Linked DNA regions of Mus musculus: regions 2, 3, 4, 5, 6 and 7 are each linked to region 1. A link is a contact called in public Hi-C, HiCAR-type and promoter capture Hi-C data. All regions are on one chromosome and are shown on one strand. The core of a region is the stretch at or near the end of the contact, and the rest is flanking DNA. Distances in the headings are between cores, read along the strand shown.

Region 1 (2,676 bases), core at 81-2,580:
TGACACAAATTCAATGAACAGAAAAAGCTCTGGGAAAAAACAAAAAACAAAACAAACAAACAAACAAAAACAGCGATCAGAGTGTAGTGTCATAAAACAAGGAATCATATCTGCTGATTGCAGAATCAGGAACAACAAAATTGCTGTGTTCTCAAAAAAGAATAGAAAAAAAAAATCCCGGTTCAGGACTTTTGTTTATTGCCATCTTGTAAAAGATTTCTTAAGCATTAACTTTTCTCTTCTGACATATAATTTCAGGGGGTCACTAAAGGGTCAAATAAGCAAGAGATACAGGAAAACTCTAATGTACCTCCCCAGGCATATACTAAAATTTAATGTAACTGATGGGTACTAAGCATTTTGCTTGAGTTTCCTGCTAGTGTGAAAGTGCTTGACTTTGGGATGGGGGAAACAAAGTCCGTAGATTTACTTGATAACTCCTTTGGGATAATTTAACCTCTTTGAGTCTCATTAGCTTATCTAAAACGTGGATAATATTCATCTCACAAGATTGTCGGGAAACAAAGATAGCCTGTGTCAACAGTACAGCATAGGGCACTGCTGATCTTCAGCGAATAGTGGACAGTGCCTGTAAATGGCAAGGACAGCAGGCAAAACAGTGCAGACGACACTTTAAAAAGGTGGAAGTGCCAGTGTGTCACTACAGACAGAAGCTCTATGGGTACTTAAGGGAAAGAAGTGTCATACTTGTTAGGAGCTGAGAAGAGGCTTAGGGCGGGGGGGGGCGGGGGGGGGTCAGGGATATCCCTCTTTCCACGTCCCAGGTCCACTCCACCCCACCCGAGTGTCAAAAGGGTCTCCTGCGTCTTCCCTGCCAGATTAGAAGCACAGACCCTGTAGCCCGGCCGGATGTATCCCCAGATCCTTTGGCTGAGATTCTACATCAGGTTATCCACAGGGACCTACGACCCATTCACTCTTTCAGAGCCAAATTCAAGCGGAGCCGGCAAGGTCGGGGGTCTTAGCAACGGACTTCTAAGTTCCCACCCCTCTTCCCTCCACGCGTAGCTCATCAGCCTAGAGGATCTCCGGGGAGGGCACAACACCAAGGCCGGGGACTGCGGCGGAGCTCGGTCAGAGCACATCCCCGCCGTCCCGCTCCCCCCTCCTTACTCCCCACTCCAGCCCTCGAGCCCCTGGAACCCAGCGGCCGGCGTTCGCGTGCTCGCACATCGATTGGCACTGCCTCGCTACTCCGGCTCCAGGCGCGGCGAAATCCGCCCGAGCTCGGCCGAGTCCAGGGAAGCGCGGGGCGGGAACCAAGACAGGCGGGCCAGGGGATTGCCGAGTGCACGGATGAGCGCCGGTGCCGGCTCGCGCTCAGTCTGGCGGGTGGCGGCGCCGGCTGGTTGTGCGGCGCGAGGCCGGAGCCCCGCAGTTGCCGGCCCTGTCGCCTGCGGCTGGCGCGCGCGCTGCGCGTCCCTGCCCCCGGGAAGGCCGGCCCGCTAGGGGCTCGCGCGACCGACGCAGGGCCGGCGGGAGGGAGCGCGCGCGGGCGGCCCCGCCCCTCCCCCTCCGCCGCCGCGGAGCGCGCAGGGAGCAGCCAGGGGCTCGGCGGCGGCGGCGTCTGGCCCCAGCTCCTCCTCCTCCATCTCCTCGCTCCCTCCATCTGCCGTGGGTATGGCCCGTCGCTGGAGCACAAAAGAGTCTCAGCGGCGGGGGTCGGCGTGGCTCTTGCTTTTCCTCGCTGGGGTGTACGGTAAGTGTCCACCTCCCTGCGCCCCTCTGACCGAACAAAGCTGGGGCGACCCCGGGGGCCCCCCGGGCCTCCAGGACGGGCTGTGCTTGGGCGACCCGGGGAGACCTGGGTTGCCGACGGGACAAAGACCCACGCGGGATGGTGCGGGGAGGGTTGTCTGCCCGCGGGGATGCTGGGGTCCTCTGGCCGCCGCCGATCCTTCGGAGCGATGGAGGCGGGCCGGTCCGAGCCAGGGGTCCCTGCGGAGCGACGGCGTGCGGGAAAACTCCCCAGCCCGGCGCGAGGCCCCCGGCGGCTCGCTCCTCTAGCGCTCGCTGCCGGCTGTACAGTCCTCGCGCACAAAGATGTGACCGTGAGACTACGAAGGGGAGGTCGCCTCCGGGACGGTCCTGTCCCAGATCCTTCCCGAGGCAGGAAGTTCTCTTCTCAGTGAAATTGCTGTCGTGCCCATCTCTCTTAGTCCCCATTCCCTCCAAAAGCACCCCGATTGCTTCCTTCCCACCCCTCCACCTCTGCGCCTGGGGCTCTGTGGGTCTCGGGCGTGTAGGATCTCGTTCCCCAGTAGCTGCACTGGAGAGAAGGCCAGAAAATAGTTTCCAGCCCCACCTCAGTCTTTCTCTATTGGGACGTACAAGTCTGCCTTGACTCCCAGTTCACTTATCATTTCATCTGTGCCCTCTGATGCTGTTGTGACTCTTGCCTCATTCCGGTCTGCGATCTGGTTAGGGACACTACTTTACGGATTGCAGTCTGATTGTGTGTCACGACCGTGCTTTGTATGAACTAGAACTAAAGGAAATTAAGAGGACTGCTCACCACTGAGACCTCAGCTTGGGCTCTGACTTCACCATTCTTAGTTCTCATGAGTTAACTCCTTGAATGGATATTGCAGAGAACACAATTAACATTTCCATTTTGGAGTAATGGTTTGATTTCTCCAGAAAAACAAACAGAAG
Region 2 (2,676 bases), core at 112-2,611, 1.9 Mb after region 1:
TATGTTAAAAATCTTTCATTATGTGTATGAACTGCTGTGTGCCTGACACATCTTTTTGCTTGACATACAGTATTTAGACCCAGTGTATAACAAAATGCTGTAACTGGGTAAATAATTAAGGCCACTTGGTTAAGTAGCAGAATCAGGACTGAAATTCTACTTTGTCTGACTCTAGAACCAGCAGTGTCCATCACACGGACTTGAGGGGAAAAAAAAATCAAAGTAGCAATTACAGGATGGTTGGTAGTCATGGGATGCAGCGCTTTCAGTGGCTTAACTCACTATTAATTGACTGACACAAGGTCTTACTGTGTAGTTCTAACTGGCCTGGAACTCTTAGATCAGGCTGGCCCACAACTTAAGATGTCTGTCTGCCTCTGTCTTCTGAGTGCTGGGACAAAGGTGTGCATCATTGACCAGCCTTGAACACTTTGTAGTTTATCTAGGTGAAAACTGGAGCTGATGGCCAACTAAAAATTATTCCTTATCTGTCTCATGGTGTACCCAGTAAATCTTGATATCTAATTTTTCATGTATTCTCAAAAGAACTTCCTAAACTAAAGAAGAGAAGAAAACTGCTCTGCTGTGCAATCATTAATGTTGTATACCCGATTTAACGAACGACTGTTACAGACTGGAGAAGAGGCTTCATGCTTTCAGCGGAATTCGATATTTCGAAAGGATCACAGAAAACTTTAAGAGGGAAACTGTACCGGTTCGGGAGTGAGGGTACGCGGAGGAGGAAGAATTTCATAAGTTGTAGTTCTGATACCCCAGGTCACAAGAAATCTCCCTACAACAGATGCATATCATCTTTCATTAAAGTATACACACACACAACCACCCCCATATAAAAACCACACGAATAACTAAAAAGTGGAAATTTCCACGTTGCACGATGGTAGTGCTGATGAAAGCTGCTACACAGTCACTTCCAAGATCCTACTATCAGGTTTTGATAAGGCTCTTACGTAACTGCCTGCCGTAGGAAGCGGAGCATCTCTGGTTCCTCGGGGTACATTTCTCTTAAGTATAAATGCGGCTGGAGGACGAGAAACAACAACAAGCCATTCGCATATGCACAACCATTAGGGATCCGGGAGGAAAAGAAACCCGGCGCGCGTGCCCTTTCGCCCGGCTTCCCGAGCACGTGCTCTCTGGAACACGCCGCCCCGCCCCGGGGGGCCGGGCTCGCGGCCCAGCGCGCCAATAGGCGAGCACCTTACAGCACCGTGGCCCGACAACGTTAAGCGGCCCAATCGCTGGGGCCCGGCCGCCCGTTTCCCGGAGCCCCGCCCCGCGCGCAGAGCCCCGCCCCCGCGGCCCCGCCCTCCGCCCCTCCCCCGCCGATCGGCGCCCAGGCTGCGAGACGGAGAAACTGGGGCAGAAGTGAAGATGGCGGCGGCGGCGCTGGCGGCGGCGGTTCGTCGCCAGTGACGCGCGCTGCGGGCTGCTGTCCCTCCCCGCTCCCCGCGTCCGCCGCGTCCGCCCCGGCACCTCTCCACCCGCCGCTCGCCGCGCTCCGGGCTGCCCTCGTCCGTGCGCGCCGTGGCCGGCCGAGCGGGCGGCGCGTTGATCCGCCCTCCCGCCCGCCGCGCCGGGCCGCCGGGCCGCGGACACACGCTCGGCGGGGAGGCGGCGGTCCCTGCGCGCTCGCGGCCCTCCGTTTGGGGACCGGGAGGAGGAGGCGGTGGCGGCGGCCGTGGGATCCGGGGACGGGAAGGGGATCGGGGGGCCGGACGACAGCGGGAGCGGCTCGTTCCCGGGAGCGGGGCGCGCAGGCGGTACCATGACGTCCATCCATTTCGTGGTCCACCCGCTGCCGGGCACCGAGGACCAGCTCAATGACAGGTAATGGGGCGGGGGAGGGGCACCTCCCTCCTTTTTCCCCTCCCCCACGGCCGCGCCGGGGGCCCTACCGCCCCCTGTAGGCCCGGTGTGGGCCAAACTTGGGAGCCTCGGGCCGCGGGGCGGGGGCCGGCGCGGTGTGGACGCGGCTGCGGTGTAGACGGCCCGGCGCGCTGCCCCCTCCCCCTCCCGCGAGGAGCCTCGTTGAACTCGGCGGAGCCGGGGGCTCCCGGCCCAGGCCCGAGGAATCCATATTAGTCAAAGTTGAATTGAGACAGACAATGCGGATGGGGGATGGTGGAGGTGGAAAAGAGAGGGAAGAGGAGCGGCGGGTTCGGGGGCTCCCGCGAGTCGTGTCCCGGGGGCTGGGTTTCCCCGGGGAGGCGGGGTGGGGGTGGGGGAGAGATTCCCGGCAGACCGCGGGTTGGGAGGGGGAGGAGGGAGGGAGCGCCATGATTATTGTTATTATTATTAGATTTGAGCCCCTGCAGTGAGGTTGACTGCCCCGGGAGGGGAATGAAGTCAGGCGGGGGTTGGGGAAGTGGATTGGATTCCCTTTGCTCTCCTTCCTTCGCCTTGGTACTGCCAAACTGCTCCTGGGCCCCTGCGGTGAGAGCCTTTTTGTTTCCTTTTTTATTCTAATGATAGTGTTTTCTGGAGTTGTAATTTGACAGCTGAAAACCGTGAGTGGAGTGTCAAAGGAAAATTCTTCGGTTTGCAGTTCGCAGTGCTGCTTAACGCGCTGTGAATTTCTGGGTTGGGTTTGTTACGGGCAGAGGAGGAATTTTGATTTAAAATATTTGAAAAATCTCTTAAGGCTGTTTTGAT
Region 3 (2,676 bases), core at 96-2,595, 1.8 Mb before region 1:
GGGGTTTTCCTGATTTTATGCTTATTATTAATAATGTTGTAACCATCTCTGTATCTAAGTTTCTCTGCCGACATACTTCACTTGAGTATATACAAAAGTTGGAGGCCTTTTATCTCCCAATTTCAAAAGATAATATAAAATTACAAATTGTATATTGGTATAAAGATAGACATACATCAATTCAAATGGATTAAGCCTTAAGAAGTAAACTTTGTATGACATATTGGTTTTCAACAAGGATGCCAAAGCCATCTAATATGTGGGGTAGGAAGAAGAGGTTACTGTCTGCAACAAACAGTTCCAGAATGACTGGCAGCCCCATGACTGTTCCCTCATACCAAACACACATGTGAACTCGACATGGCTCAAAGAAGCAGCTATAAGTGCTAAAGCCTTCTAACTCTAAAGGAAAATGAAAGATGTAAGAAATCTTAAGTTCTTGGACTCTTACCATTGATACCCAAAGCTCTGATAACCTAAGCAAAGCTCCTGCTTGGAGTCAGTGAAATGCAGTTAGCAGACAATAAATGCCAATTTCTTTGATTAGAATAGCGGAGTTTAAAGGCATTTTGGTGACAGCAAAACTGCTGGTTTTTGTCCATGACAGGCAGGTGGGCATACAGCATGGTAGTTCCTGCAAAGGGCATCCACAGAATCTGTACACATTTGATAAAAGTTATGTTCCCTTCAATCCAGTCAGCATGAACACAAAGCTTCTTATACTAGGTCCTATTTATGTCTGAAATGGTGGGTTTTGGTTTACTATAGCACAACATTGAAAACACTTTAAATGGTAATAAACAAAGAAATAAGATGGGTATGTATTCAGAAATTCAAAACCCCTAGCTGCCTGTAACACCAGCTTGGGAAACTGAAGCAGGAGGATTGCTGAAGTCAGACTGAGCTGCATAGTAAGACTGACTCAAAGGGGGAAAGAGTTCTTCATATGGTTAGTAAAAAGAGTCTTAAATACACACACACACACACACACACACACACACACACACACACACACACACACGTAATTTCTAATGTGGAAAACAAGGCTGAGAGCACCTCTTATGGAACAAATTATAAAAAATTTTTGTTAGAACATAAGAAACTTGTGGGCCTAGGGATTAAAGACTTTAATGTCAGCTACTTGGGAGATTGAGATGGGAAGTTAAAAAGTTAAAAATCTGTCTGTCTTACAAAATGAGTTCAAAGCTAGGTTGGACCGCTAGTTGTGACTGTGTCTGAACACACACACACACACACACACACACACACACACACACACAGTGTATCTACACGGATGAGGGTATGGCACAATGGTTTAGTACTTCCCCAACGTATGGGGCCCTCAATTCAATTCCCTGTTACAGGAGAAAAAGTATTGGGGCAGGGGTGGTAACTTGTTCCTTTCTGGCACAAGTAACTTAGGTTAAGTGGGAGAGACTGAATTTTTATTGTTGTATAGTGTGTATACATAGCCTATTAAAATGTTTTCATAAGATAAAAAATATTTCAATGAGGTTATTCTGTCTTATAGGAAGTTGTGAGATTGTGCAATGTTAAATTGCTGTTACTCAGTGCTGGTCAAAATGTATTTAAGATAAAATGCTGTATTGCTTAATCATTAGTTCTTTCTGCAGAGAGTGCAAACCATTCTTTCTCTGCAAGGGTGATGTTTATATCAATTAAGGTCACTGGAATACTGTGCACATGGCTCAGAATGCAGTACTGCCTTCAGGACACAGGCCCTAAGGCCTCGCTACTAGTGGAGCCATGAGAAGCAACTGACCTAACCTCTCTGTCCTTTGGGCTCCATGCCTCTGAAGATAGAAATGTTGAGAAGATCTAATAAGAAAGCAGGAGCCAGGGCTGGGGAGATGGCTCAGGGGCAACGTGTGTGATATAGAAGCATGAAGAACTCAGTTCAATCCTCAGCATCCATTTAAAGAGCAGGCCACAGTGACACTTTTCATCCCAGTGCTTTCATTGGCAGGGGAATTGCTGGGGCTTGCTAGCCATCAAGTCTAGCTTGACTCAGGAGTCACAGGTCCCAGTGAAAGATCTTGTCTTTAAAAAAAAAGTGTATAGTTCCTGAAGAACAATTCCTATCCTATCACAAATGTGTGAACACACACACACACACACACACACACCTTCCATGAGTGTAGATGACTACCTGAATAAGGATATTAGTACCTTAGTAATTTTATCACTTTGTTATGACAATTATCATCTTGCTCAATGTACTAAGTAATTGTATGGGAAGCAAATACAAGGTCTGGAGAGATGGCTCAGAAGCTAAGAAAGCTTTCTCCTCTCCCACTCCCAGAACCCACATCGGTCATCTCATAACTATGTGAAACTCCTGTTCCAGTGGACCTGACACCCTTTTCTAGCCTCCAAGGGTACCTACTCACACGTGGCATACAACATACATAGACATAAAGTGACAGAGAAGGCATCACTAATTACATCGGCATTTTGTGTGCTCAGTTTAAAAATAATTATGACGTATATGCAGAATACTTAATGAGGAAAAAGTTACTTTTGATGGTGTAACACAGATTTGCATCAGTCAGAGAGTAAATTTTACCCTCTTGCCCTAAGTCTCAAATGCAATAGCCATATCTTATGCTTAGAGGAGAACTACACTGTCTTTTGCTTAGTGATACCTGTCTCATT
Region 4 (2,676 bases), core at 70-2,569, 1.5 Mb before region 1:
AGTCCTGATCTCCCAGTCGTGGAGACAGACTGCACAGCTCGGAGGACCCCTGGCCTGCACCACGCACCTGCAAAGCGCATGCATGTACACCCCCTGCTGCGTGTTGCACGCTGCAGACTTCTACCTTACTAACCAGCCCAAAACACAAATTCCCCCTCCCCATAGGAGACTAGGGATCCCCTTGGCCTAGAACACACACCACTCCCCCTCTGTGTAACGCACAAACCCAGCCCCACATTGCTTAAAAGGAACCCGGATACACAATCCGGTAAGCGAAAGCACTGGTGGCTCCCCTTAAGTGACTACCTTCCTCCCTGCTTCATCTCTGTCCAGGATCCTAGGAGCCTCCAAACCAGATAGGAGATGGAAGAGGAACCTCAGAGAAGTACCTCTAAACCTCTACCATGGGACTTGACTCACGGAAGCCTCCAACCCTATGCACAGGTTTGCAACTCCCCTTCCTCCCTATCCTAGGCATGAATCTACCCCACTCCCTGCTCACATTCCCCCATATCCCTCATCACCTTTCCAGCCCTCCCTTCCAGGCCACTTTCTAAACCCGCTGGTTCTCACAACGTGTTGCCTCACACACTCCCTCCGGAGGCTTGAATTAAATCTGCCTCTTTCCATCATATCTACCTAAGCTTGTTCTGATTCCCCGAATTAACCAAGTTCACCCGCCCATCAGGCGCCCACTGACCCTTCCACTGGCGTCCTTTACTCTCCTACAAATCCGCTTTTCACACGCCCCACTTTCCATCTATCTCCCCTTCTGTCATCCTGGTTCAGGACACACCGCCCTTCTATTTTGCTCTCTGACCCTCTGTCAGTCCTAGGGACACCACTTTCCCTTTTTGGCTGTTCCCAGGCAGGTCCCTGCTCTCCAAACCTTCCCTTCCCCATCGGGCACTAGCCGGCTCCTGGCCTGCCGGGTCCGCTCCCTCATCCGCGGTCCTTCTTCCTTCCAGAGTGACCCACACCTGAACCCTGAGCCAGTCCTACCCTCCGGGGTCTGCTCATTATAGCTTTTGCTAGAGCATCCTTGTAAGCAGGAGCTCTCTACCTGCCCAGCGGTTGGGAGAAGCGCGGGACTCCGGAGGCAGAAGGCTGCCCGCTCTCCGGGTGTCCAGGCGCTCTTCCCGCTCGCCATCCCCAGCTCCCCCAGCGCCTAGCCCTCGCCCCGGCGGCGCCCAGCAGCCGCACAAACTTACTTGCGGGTCGGCGGGAGGGGGCTGCGGCGAGCGGTGCGAGCCCCGTAGCGGCGAGTGCGCCCCTCTCGGTGGGGCCGGGCGGCGCTGGCACTGCGCTCCCGCGGCCGCGCGCGGACTGCGCTCAGCCTGACGCAGCCCAGCTCTGCCCCCACCGCCGTCGCCGCCGCCGGGGCCGCGGAGCGCTTGCAGACTTGCTCAGTTTCCGGACCTGCCCGCGTGGAAGCTACCAAGAGCCATCCGCGGCGGGGGAGGCGGCGCCGAGCTGCAGAGCGACGGCCACGAGCTGGAGGCGACCACGCCGGCGGCTCCGGGAAAAGGGGGGGCGAAGCCCTGCTAAAAATAGCTCCTGCGGAAGGAAGCTACCGGCTGCCAGCGCACCCCCTTTCCGCGCGTCCCCGCAGCGAACTCTCGGGCTCCGGGAGCTGGCGTCCTCCTGGACCCCTGCCCTGGGAAACCGTGCCCCAAGAACAGACACCTGCCAGGGTAGCCAGAGCAGAGTCCCAACTCCAGGCTGCGGGGTATGGCACCCCTTCCCGTCCCCGGTCCCCAGAGCTGCCCAGCAGCCCTAGCCTCAGGGCCTTAGACAGAGACATCGAGAAGATACTGGTCTGAAATTATGGGAAAGCTCCTCTGCTACTGACTTACCAAGAGGAAGAAAAAAGTTTTCAGGGTTATTCTGGTGGAATTGGAACGAGAAATCAAGGAAGGCGGGCAAAATACAAAGATCTGGCCAAAGGGTGAAGGTATGGGGCTGTGGGTTGAAAGGGGCTCTGGAAAGATCTCCTTAAATACAAGAGTAGGCTGGGCTTCTCCCCGACTTCTATTTCCGCAGGATTTTACATAATTAGTTGACACTCAGCCTGACCTTGGAGGCACTGTTCCTGTTGCCTGAACTGTAATTTACTTTCCCTGCCTGCTGCCTTCTACTTCCACCGCTCCCACCTTTCCAACTCTGCCTGGGAAATTATGAGAGAGGAGTAGGGGTAGGGGCCAAAGTACAACTAGGTAGACTGGACCTCGGCCCTTTCTTGAAGGAAGTCGGTCCCTTTGCCAAGATGAGACTGCATCAATCCGACCAGCAAATCAGCCCAAAGGCCTCTCAAAACCTGGTAGTGAGTGGGTTCTCACTATTAATCTCCAGGATACCCCACCTCAATTGCTGACAACTAGTGTTATCTCTTCTCTCCTTTGAAAGTGAAACGTCCATCAGTCTGTAAAACGAAAGCCAAGAGGAAAGGGGAGGAGGAAATATTTATACTGAAAAGGAAAAGAAATGAATTTGAGAAAAGCATAGTGATGTACATGCATTTCGTAATGAAACCCATTATTTTTTACCCTGAAAAAATCAATAAAGATTTCAATTATAAGAATGAGATGTTCACATATTTCCTGGGTCAAGTTATAGTTTTAGCTTTTTCTCTGGAAGTCACCAAATTAGATTCATCAGTTAAGAATTCATTGCTTT
Region 5 (2,676 bases), core at 55-2,554, 1.4 Mb after region 1:
ATGCTGGGATTAAAGGCATGCACCACCTCATCCAGCTAGAAAAAGGATTTTAAATATAAGGGGAGGGGGGAGGCTACATCCGTCATTTTACTTTAGTAATAAAAGTTTATTAAATAATAGAGAATAGAGAAAAAACGGCCGGGCAGTAGTGGCGCACGCCTTTAATCCCAGCACTTGGGAGGCAGAGGCAGGCAGATTTCTGAGTTCGAGGCCAGTCTGGTCTACAGAGTGAGTTCCAGGACAGCCAGGGCTATACAGAGAAACCCTGTCTCGAAAAACTGAAGAAAAACAAAACAAAACAAACAAGATTAGAGAGAAACCCTGGTGTGGTGGCACGTGCCTTTAGCAGGAGCACCTAGGAGCACCTATATACCAGGCAGAGTTCAAGGCTAGCCTGGTATATAGAGGGAGTTCCAGGACAGCTTGGGTTGCACAGAGAAAGCCTTTCTGGAGAAACAAAACAAAAGAATAAAAAAAAAGAATGACTTCAAACGAGAAATGCAGAGGATTAAAGAGATGTGCCTTTAAGTCATGTAACTTCAGCAACACTGGCCCCGCTTTAATAGGGCTGGGTCTGACTGCATCAACCCTTTTTGAAAATGAAGACAAAGAAAGAAAAGCCACATTTAAAAAAAAAATCTACTGCACCATATTGCAACATGCGAACACGGAGGAACATTCTGGTACGATCAAAGCCTCAGTAACCACACCGGACTGGTTCTTGCTGGCCACGGGGAACTCATTTTCATAACGGAGCTCCGCAACCCATGGAGAGGCGGGAACCTCTCCCTCGGAATACAGTCCCCGGGCATAGTATACAGTTGTTACATAAACTAGTGCACCGAGAAAGCCCCGTGATGGCGCACACCCTCCTCTCCTAAAATACTGGAGTCGGTAAGCCGAGGACCCAGGACGGTCCCGAAGGCTGCCGTCAGCATGGACTAGCTGCCGGCTCACAAAGCGGATCGTTGGCTGCTAGCGTGGCGCGCAGGCGCCGCAAGGGCGAGGGCGCGATCCGCGATCCGCTGGGCCGCGCGCCCTCTGCCCCGCCTACGAAACTAGCAGCCCGCTGGGGAGCGGCTGCAGCGCGAGGGCGGGAAGCGAGCGCCGGGCCAGCACCTGCCAGGCCCGGTGGTCCCGCCCTTCGGCCCCCTAACTGCACAAGGCTGTCCTTCCCCTTCCGCCCCTCCCACATTCCCCGGCGGCACAGGCCCCACCCCCGTCGTGCGGCCGACCGGCCGTCTGTGACGTCAGCAGCCCCCGCCCCCCTGAGTATAAATACTGGCGTCTCTGGCACCGCCTTCCCACACTCTCTGGCTCAACTCTCGCCGCGGTGTTTCCGTTTTTCTCTCTGGTTGTCTCCTGCTCTGCTCTTCTCATCCTTCTCGCTCTGCTGCTCTGCGGAGTGACGAGGCTGAATCCTCTCCCCACCCAGTTCGCGCCTTTCTTCTTTTTCTCGCGCCGCTCCATTTCTCCAGTTCGGCTGCCGCCGCCACTGCTGCTCAGCTGGTGTCGGTGCCGCGCGTTTCCCCCACGTCGTCCCCGCAGCCTATGGCCCAGGCCGCCTTGGGTATTTCTGCTCAAGGTAACCACATCCCTCTTTAAAAATTCCGCCGAAAAAGAGAAGACGCTTTACCCGACTCTTTGGGCCGTTATCTCACGTGAGTACCGGACTTAGGGGCGCGGGAGGGTCCGGCGCCTGGGCTGGGCCACGCCGCCCTCGGTGTCCCCGCAGTGCCCCGCAGCCGGCGGCCTCGAACATGGCGGCCGGCGGCGTGTGTGGCGGCTGCCGGTGGCCCGGGCGGCGGCCGGCGCCTCGCGACCCAGGGCGGCAGCCGACAGCCGCGGTTGAGCGAGGGGGCGTGTGCGCGTGGGGCCGCGCTCGGGGGCAGGCTGGCGGTGGTCGCTGTTCCCTCTCGGCGGCATGCGGCCCCCACCCCACTCCCGTGGTGCATTGCTGTTTCCGGGGAGGGGGTCCGGCGGCAGCCTGGAGGGCTGGGGGTCCCATCGCCCTCTCCCTGTCTCAGTGCCTGCAGGGGGTTGTGGTGCGGAGTGGACGGGCTGCGGCGGCCGGGGCTCCGGGTTATGAATGGAGCGGGGCGGGCCTCGAGCCGGCATCTGGTGACAGCTGGGAGGAGGCTGGATTCTTGCGGGCGGGAGAGGGGGTGCGGAGTGCGCGCTCCCCCTCTGGCGGTGGAAAGTTGACCTCACTCGGGGCCGGCGGCGGGGAAGCCCCGGTGTCAAGTAGCAAGCGAATAGGCCTTTGGCCCTTTCTGGAAACCTCGGCGCTGCTGACCCGCCCCTGCGGCTCTCCTGATTGGGCCAAGTCGCTTTCACTTACCCCAGTCACCTCCTGAAGCCTGGAGATTAGTCACCATGGCTTCGTTTTCTGGTCCTAGCTGTGATCGCGGGGCAGAAAGAGGGCGAAGGGTAGGTTGATGCGGCTTATCAAGGACTCTGTTGGCTGCCAGCGGTTAGTAGTGTTTAAACGTTTTATGGTATTAAGTATCATGAACGTGTGTTACTGGCTGAACGAAGCAAGCAGTTTACACTGTTTACAGCCTCAGGATGTTTGAACAGATTGAACTCAGTTTTGTGGTGGATATCTTAGGTTGTTCTTGTCCTGTGGTGTTTTACCATTAATATATGCACAGCCTGGGTGAGAGCTGATTAACT
Region 6 (2,676 bases), core at 70-2,569, 1.3 Mb after region 1:
AAGGTTAGTGCTCTATCACACGCCAAATGCACGACTATTAAAACCTATCTCCTCTGAATCTGTCTGGAAGCTCTGACAGCAGAGTCCCTGTCTGCTTCCTAAACCTTAGCACTCCCATAGTATCAGCCATAGAGCATGCAGTATATGAACAAGTATCACCAGACTTCAAAACTATTTCCCACTTTTCCACAATGCAGCCTACTACAAAAGCCTGGCCTTTGGCACCCCTAAATCATGTCTTCTTCTCTCATCAGGCCCTCAAATAACGAGGCTTTCACTGAGTAAAAAGTTCTCCTCTGTTGCCTCCAATCCCACCGACTTGCCAAGACCCAAACTCAAGTTTTCTTTCCTCCAGGATACTTTTCTCCTCCTTCTGTTTTTACCAGTTCTATACAACCTCATCTTTCCCCTGTGACTTATCTTCCCACCATCAATGTGAACTTTTAGGGCTGGGCTATTCACACCCGACCATTTCATTCCCGGGGCACCACTAAGTACAGAGTAGACAATTTTCCCCCTGATAACATTTTTCCTCTGAAAAGAACACAAGCTTCCCTCTTATGCCTCATAGGTGATTCAATCTGCCTTATAAGAGACTCTGTCCACCAGTTCCTTTTCGGGGATGTTGTTTAACCTCCCCCAACCCCAATCTAGTGAAATGTTTTTAAGCTGCCTGTATTCCTGTTTCATCCACTGCCTACAATGACCCCCGTGTCCTCTGTGACCGCCCCCTGCCTGCAGTGGGCACCCCTTCCGCCCTGAAAACTGTAATCCCTTCTATTCACATACAGGCGTAAACACCCAGTGGAGACTGCACACACACGCCGGTGAACCCTGAGCCTCACCTGAGGCATTCTGTCACTGTCCACCTTCTCACAAGTGACCAGGACTCGCTGGGATTCCCACCCAAGAAGGACCCGAATGTACAACACTTCTCCCTTCTGCCACTGAGTTCCCCGTCTGGGCCCCTTCCCCCTCCTTCTTCTTCCAAAGACACCAACCCTAGGCCCTGAGATGCGGAGAGCCCGCACCCAGGCCGGTTGCAGGTCCGACGCCACAGTCTAGGCCCCCGCGCCGCCCCCATCCTTCCCCGGCGGCCACTGCAGCGTCAGCTCCCCGCAGGGCTATCGCTCACTGACCCGAGGTGTCTCAGGAGGCGGCGGCGGCGACAGGTGCGGAGGCAGGAAGCCTGGTAGACGTTAACCGCTCAGCGCTCCATCCCTCCCGGACCTAAGCTCCGGCCTTTCGGCTTCCTCGACCCCTGCGCCCAGAGCAAGTCACGTGCCAGCCGGAGCAGTCAGCTGACCGCGGCGCACGCCGCTCCGCCTACGCGCGCGCACCACTGCGCGCAATCACGATGCGGCCAGGCCTCCGGAGAAGGCGGGGCTGAGAGAGCGCGCAGAGCGGGCTTCCGGGTGGGCGGAGCTTGCCGCTCCTCCAGATGCACCTGCGGTGGTTGGCCAGCCACCAGAAAATTCCCGCCCACCCTAAAATTACCCACAGGTTTCAGCCATTCAGACTCCCCCAAGCTCCTGCACTGACTTCTGCACTGCAAGTTTTGACAGTCCAGGTTTCGGGGAAATTTTTTCTAATAATCCACTTCAGTAGTTTCATATTTTTCATCCAATCTGGTATCACTTCGTTCCATAAAGTGATAAAGTGTTCAGGTTTAGTTACTCAGCACCAAACATTGTTAATTAGTTTTTTAGAATTAGCTAGTGGAGTGACCCCCTTGCCAGGAACTCCAAACTGTCTGGTTTAGGGGTACCAAAATGGATACAGGAAGTCAAGAAAGGTTTATGGACAGGGAAAAACCATCAGCCTTGGGTTCCAGAAAAATAGATATCAACCTACTCTCACAAACCGTGCACATCTCATTGGTTGAGAAGTTAGGTGGTGCATATCTCAGCATTTTAGGTTGCATAGAGGATTGGGGACTTGTCTATTTTAATCGTTTTTAGATTTACAGCTTAGCAAAGTGAAGCTCCAGAGGTTATGGTTCTGTTTGCACAATGTGTGGGCACTCCTGGCTGTTCTTACTAGCAAGCGGAATAATAGATTTCCATTGTCAACCTGACTGGCTTTAGAATTGCTAGGAGACAAACCTCTTGGAGGGAGTTTCCAGCCAGGTTTAATGTAGGACATTCACCTCGAATATGGGCAGCAGCATCTTGAATGATAGGAACCAACACAGAATGTTTTTTTTTTTTTTTTCGAGGCTTAGAGAGATGGCTCTGAGGTTAAGAACACATACTGCTCTCACAGAGGATCTGAATTCCTTACTGGCACCCACCTGGAGTGCCTTGTGACTCCAGCTACCTCCAGGAGATCCGATTGGCTTCATCTGGCCTCCTGCAGAACCTGTAATCATATGCACTCCCAGGAAGACAAAACACTCATACACATAAATACAAATAAAATTAATCTTTTAAAAATGATAAATAGGATTAGAGAGAGAAGGTTCAACAGGTAATGGGGCACTAACCACCAAGACTGATGGCCTGAATTGTATCCCCAGAACCACAAAGTGTATTCTGCAAGATAGCCTCCCATCTCCACATGCAAGCTGTAGTACCCACAAATAAATAAATGTAATAAAATTGTCAAATAAATAATCTTTTTTTAAAGGAGAAAGCTAAGCATCAACATTCATTGCTCTCTGCTTCCTGACTACCA
Region 7 (2,676 bases), core at 104-2,603, 1.1 Mb before region 1:
ATGAGCTGTCAGTTGGCTTCTCAGACATCACATGAATGTTCTTCGACGAATAGTCTGAACACTTGAGGTTACAAATTACTATGGCCATATGCACCACACAGACCCCTTGTAAAATGCTAGTGAGACTCTTTCATAAGCACGCTAAACTGTAGCATCTTCAAGAAACACTTTTTTTTTTTTTTTTTGCACAGTAAACCAACTTCTCAGATCACAGGACTTGTCATTCTAAATATCAGAGGTTTTTATCACTTAGCATAAACTCATCAGGAAATACTGGTCCGAATGGAGTTCAGAAACAAAGAAATGTGGTCATTTTTCTTATTTCAAAGGAATTAGCTGTAAGAAATCAGAAGCACTGCCGCCTTAGGTAGTTTCTGTGACAGGAGGCTACGTAACGCTCCGCTCCGTGCTTGCTAACTCGTGTTCTCCCCGAAGGCTTTCCTTGGCTTCCTCTTGTAAAGGATTCTCACTAGATCTTTTCACTCTGGAATGGAATTCACTCTACTTGTTTGCTCGCTCTTCTCTCTCTCTCTCTCTCTCTCTCTCTCTCTCTCTCTCTCTCTCTCTCTCTCTCTCCCTCTCCCTCTCTCTCTCTCCTCTCCCCTCTCCCCTCTCTCCCTCTCTCCCTCCCTCTCTATCTATCTATTCTTTCCTTTAAGAAAGTGTTTCTTATGGAGATTTCCTTTTTCTTCTTCTAGGAAGTATGTAGAGCCCCTTTCAGAAAATTGAACTGAGTAATTAAGCTCAGATTCTGATTCCTGTTGAAGTGTACGGGCAGAAAGTTTTGCCCTGTAAACAAAAATGGATTCAGAATTTTCTGAAAACATTGTGAACTAAGGGTTTAGAAGATATAAGACTCAGCAATGAAGCAAAGACATTTGTATGAATTTTTTTCATTTATTTATTATTAATTTATTTATTCACTTTACATCCAGATTGCAGTCCCCCATCAGTCCCACCCTCACAAACCCATCCCTTCATTACCCCCTCCCCTTCTCCTCAGAGAAGGAGAAGTCCACCGTGAGTACTAACCTGTCCTGGCACATCATGTTGCACCAGGACTAAATGCACTCACTCCCATCGAGGCCAGTCAAGGCAGCCTAGCTAGGGTAAGGGGGCCCAAAGGCGGAGCAAAAGGATTCTTATAGTCTTTAGCATTCCTGGGGTGTGGACTGTGTTTCCTAAGGTCTGCTATGGTTGGACTCTGCAGCAACTTACACCAGCACATGATGTCAGCCATCAGACTAAATAGTCCTGGCCATCCAGATTTCAAAGGACCAGTCAAGGGGTGACATTGCACTGAAAGAGCAAGCTGTCAAGAATTTTACCCGCTGCTGATAAACTGATTATAGAGCTGCTTAAGACTCTGCTTGTAAACAAAAGCATTTATCAACTAATAATTTGCAATAAACTCATGCAACTCCCAGCTGAGCCCCTAACTGTAATTGTCTTTACCATCTGCCTATTAAAATACCATTCTTCATCAGCAATCAGGAGCAGAAGGGAGGAAATCTCCACCAAAATACACAACTTGCAAGCTTATGAATAATCGGAGTGCATTCTGCACTTTCATTTCTGACTTGTGTGTTGGGTGTTCTTAATTTAAATTCTTGCCCAGCCTGGGAGGCTCAGAAATCAGGTGGAGGGGAAAAGAGGAGGGGAGGGGGAACTGACACACTGTGCCTGCTGCTCTGCAGAGGCATAAATTATACAAGTTCATCATAGGAGGCTGTTTTTAATTTCTTTTTCCCTCTTTCCATTTCTCTGTGTAATATGCATTGCAGGATCACAATGAAGCTCCCTTAAGCACCAGGCTAGAAATGAGCCTCTCAGTGCCTCTGTCAACTTGTCCATTTCTATTAGACTTCTTTGTTTTGCCTTTCTATTTATTTATTTTTTTAATTCCCAGAAAGTAATCGATTTTTCTCTAGGGAGCTAGATCAAAAGTGTGACACCAGTGGATGAGGTGAAAGACTGGCATCCCCTGCAGCAACTGGTCAGATCCCTGGAACAGAAATGCCAGCATTTGGCAGGAACCTGAGTTTTCAGCCTTGATTTGCAATCACTCAGAGATACTGCCCAGTTACAGCTCTCGTTGTGTCCTGTGTCCTGTGTGCTAGGAGATGTCCTGTACACGTCACCTCTGAGAGATGGGCTTCAGCATCAGCCACATGAAGCACTCAGAACTCCCCTAAGTGATGATCTTAAGAGATCTGTGGGCAAAAGCAGCCAGGAGAGGGGATTGCATCTTTCTGCAAGCCATCTTTAGTCAACATATTCCATACCTTGGTAAAGTTTATTAGCTTTTAAATATATTTACCCAAATGTTCTCCTAACAAAACATGATACTTATCAAAAAAAAAAAAATCCCAACAACCATACAGTATTAAGCAATCTGTGATGCTTGGAAAATTAAAAATTATAAGTACTATGCATTATTTTCATGCTCTTTTGTTGCCCAGAGCATGTTTCCTGTTTCAGTGTTTCTCTCTTCTCAGGGAGCATTTTATCTGTCCATAAAAGCTCAGTAATTCTGAAGGAGATCATGGGTCGAATGTGTCCTACAGTAAACAATGGCTATCATTTGTAATTAGGGTTCAAGTTCTAAAGATGACAATGTGTGTTGGGTTTTCTTATTGCAACATATAATTTTAAATTAATGTTTATGCTTTTATT

What was found. Promoter capture Hi-C pulls out the DNA fragments that hold promoters and counts their contacts. Hi-C and Micro-C count contacts between places; a contact is called where the count stands out from the background. HiCAR-type assays count read pairs that join an accessible place to other places.
Region 2: a Hi-C map of uterus shows a contact between it and region 1, with 4 times the contacts expected there. The contact joins the promoter of Ubr5 here to the promoter of Lrp12 in region 1. A contact is called at or near these places in 1 of 39 promoter capture datasets (pre-B cells) and 1 of 484 Hi-C or Micro-C datasets (uterus).
Region 3: a contact with region 1 is called in a Hi-C map of myeloid progenitors, with 4 times the contacts expected there. The contact joins the enhancer-like site here to the promoter of Lrp12 in region 1. A contact is called at or near these places in 3 of 39 promoter capture datasets (liver and pre-B cells), 2 of 484 Hi-C or Micro-C datasets (muscle stem cells and myeloid progenitors) and 3 of 115 datasets of contacts at active chromatin or transcription factors (acute myeloid leukemia, embryonic stem cells and kidney).
Region 4: a Hi-C map of rod photoreceptor shows a contact between it and region 1, with 6 times the contacts expected there. The contact joins the promoter of Oxr1 here to the promoter of Lrp12 in region 1. A contact is called at or near these places in 8 of 39 promoter capture datasets (the 3T3-L1 cell line, cranial neural crest, embryonic stem cells and 4 more) and 1 of 484 Hi-C or Micro-C datasets (rod photoreceptor).
Region 5: a contact with region 1 is called in a HiCAR-type map of astrocytes, with 3 times the contacts expected there. The contact joins the promoter of Azin1 here to the promoter of Lrp12 in region 1. A contact is called at or near these places in 3 of 39 promoter capture datasets (3T3-L1-derived adipocytes, hippocampal neurons and pre-B cells) and 3 of 115 datasets of contacts at active chromatin or transcription factors (acute myeloid leukemia, astrocytes and stem cell-derived neural progenitor cells).
Region 6: a contact with region 1 is called in a promoter capture Hi-C map of pre-B cells. The contact joins the promoter of Atp6v1c1 here to the promoter of Lrp12 in region 1. A contact is called at or near these places in 7 of 39 promoter capture datasets (the 3T3-L1 cell line, 3T3-L1-derived adipocytes, hippocampal neurons and 3 more) and 3 of 115 datasets of contacts at active chromatin or transcription factors (bone marrow-derived dendritic cells, microglia and stem cell-derived neural progenitor cells).
Region 7: a promoter capture Hi-C map of hippocampal neurons shows a contact between it and region 1, with 7 times the contacts expected there. The contact joins the enhancer-like site here to the promoter of Lrp12 in region 1. A contact is called at or near these places in 13 of 39 promoter capture datasets (the 3T3-L1 cell line, 3T3-L1-derived adipocytes, the SN4741 cell line and 8 more), 1 of 484 Hi-C or Micro-C datasets (palatal mesenchyme), 6 of 115 datasets of contacts at active chromatin or transcription factors (the NIH/3T3 cell line, embryonic forebrain, embryonic limb bud and 3 more) and 1 of 9 other capture datasets (adipose tissue).

What each region holds. Positions count from the first base shown.
Region 1 is chr15:39,942,648-39,945,323 of GRCm38.p6, reverse strand. It overlaps Lrp12 (low density lipoprotein-related protein 12), which reads left to right and starts at 1,330. Exons shown (of 7, transcript NM_172814.4): 1 at 1,330-1,720. The coding sequence starts at 1,642.
Region 2 is chr15:38,077,539-38,080,214 of GRCm38.p6, reverse strand. It overlaps Ubr5 (ubiquitin protein ligase E3 component n-recognin 5), which reads left to right and starts at 1,361. Exons shown (of 59, transcript NM_001112721.2): 1 at 1,361-1,851. The coding sequence starts at 1,790.
Region 3 is chr15:41,783,275-41,785,950 of GRCm38.p6, reverse strand. The region is part of intron 3 of Oxr1 (oxidation resistance 1); the gene reads right to left. Among named protein-coding and RNA genes, the nearest start is that of Abra, 85 kb to the left of the region's middle. Within about 2 kb of position 1,345, at least 19 of the 459 cell types and tissues checked have an H3K27ac peak or open chromatin away from gene starts, as enhancers often do. A contact at or near this core is called in acute myeloid leukemia and myeloid progenitors, where this site is marked.
Region 4 is chr15:41,446,125-41,448,800 of GRCm38.p6, reverse strand. Oxr1 (oxidation resistance 1) reads right to left here and starts at 1,319. Exons shown (of 17, transcript NM_001130166.1): 1 at 1,212-1,319.
Region 5 is chr15:38,517,894-38,520,569 of GRCm38.p6, reverse strand. Azin1 (antizyme inhibitor 1) reads left to right here and starts at 1,304. Exons shown (of 12, transcript NM_018745.5): 1 at 1,304-1,661.
Region 6 is chr15:38,660,547-38,663,222 of GRCm38.p6, reverse strand. Atp6v1c1 (ATPase, H+ transporting, lysosomal V1 subunit C1) reads right to left here and starts at 1,319. Exons shown (of 13, transcript NM_025494.3): 1 at 1,140-1,319.
Region 7 is chr15:41,081,343-41,084,018 of GRCm38.p6, reverse strand. All of the region lies in intron 5 of Zfpm2 (zinc finger protein, multitype 2), which reads right to left. Among named protein-coding and RNA genes, the nearest start is that of Gm46502, 91 kb to the left of the region's middle. Within about 2 kb of position 1,353, at least 7 of the 459 cell types and tissues checked have an H3K27ac peak or open chromatin away from gene starts, as enhancers often do. A contact at or near this core is called in embryonic forebrain and hippocampal neurons, where this site is marked.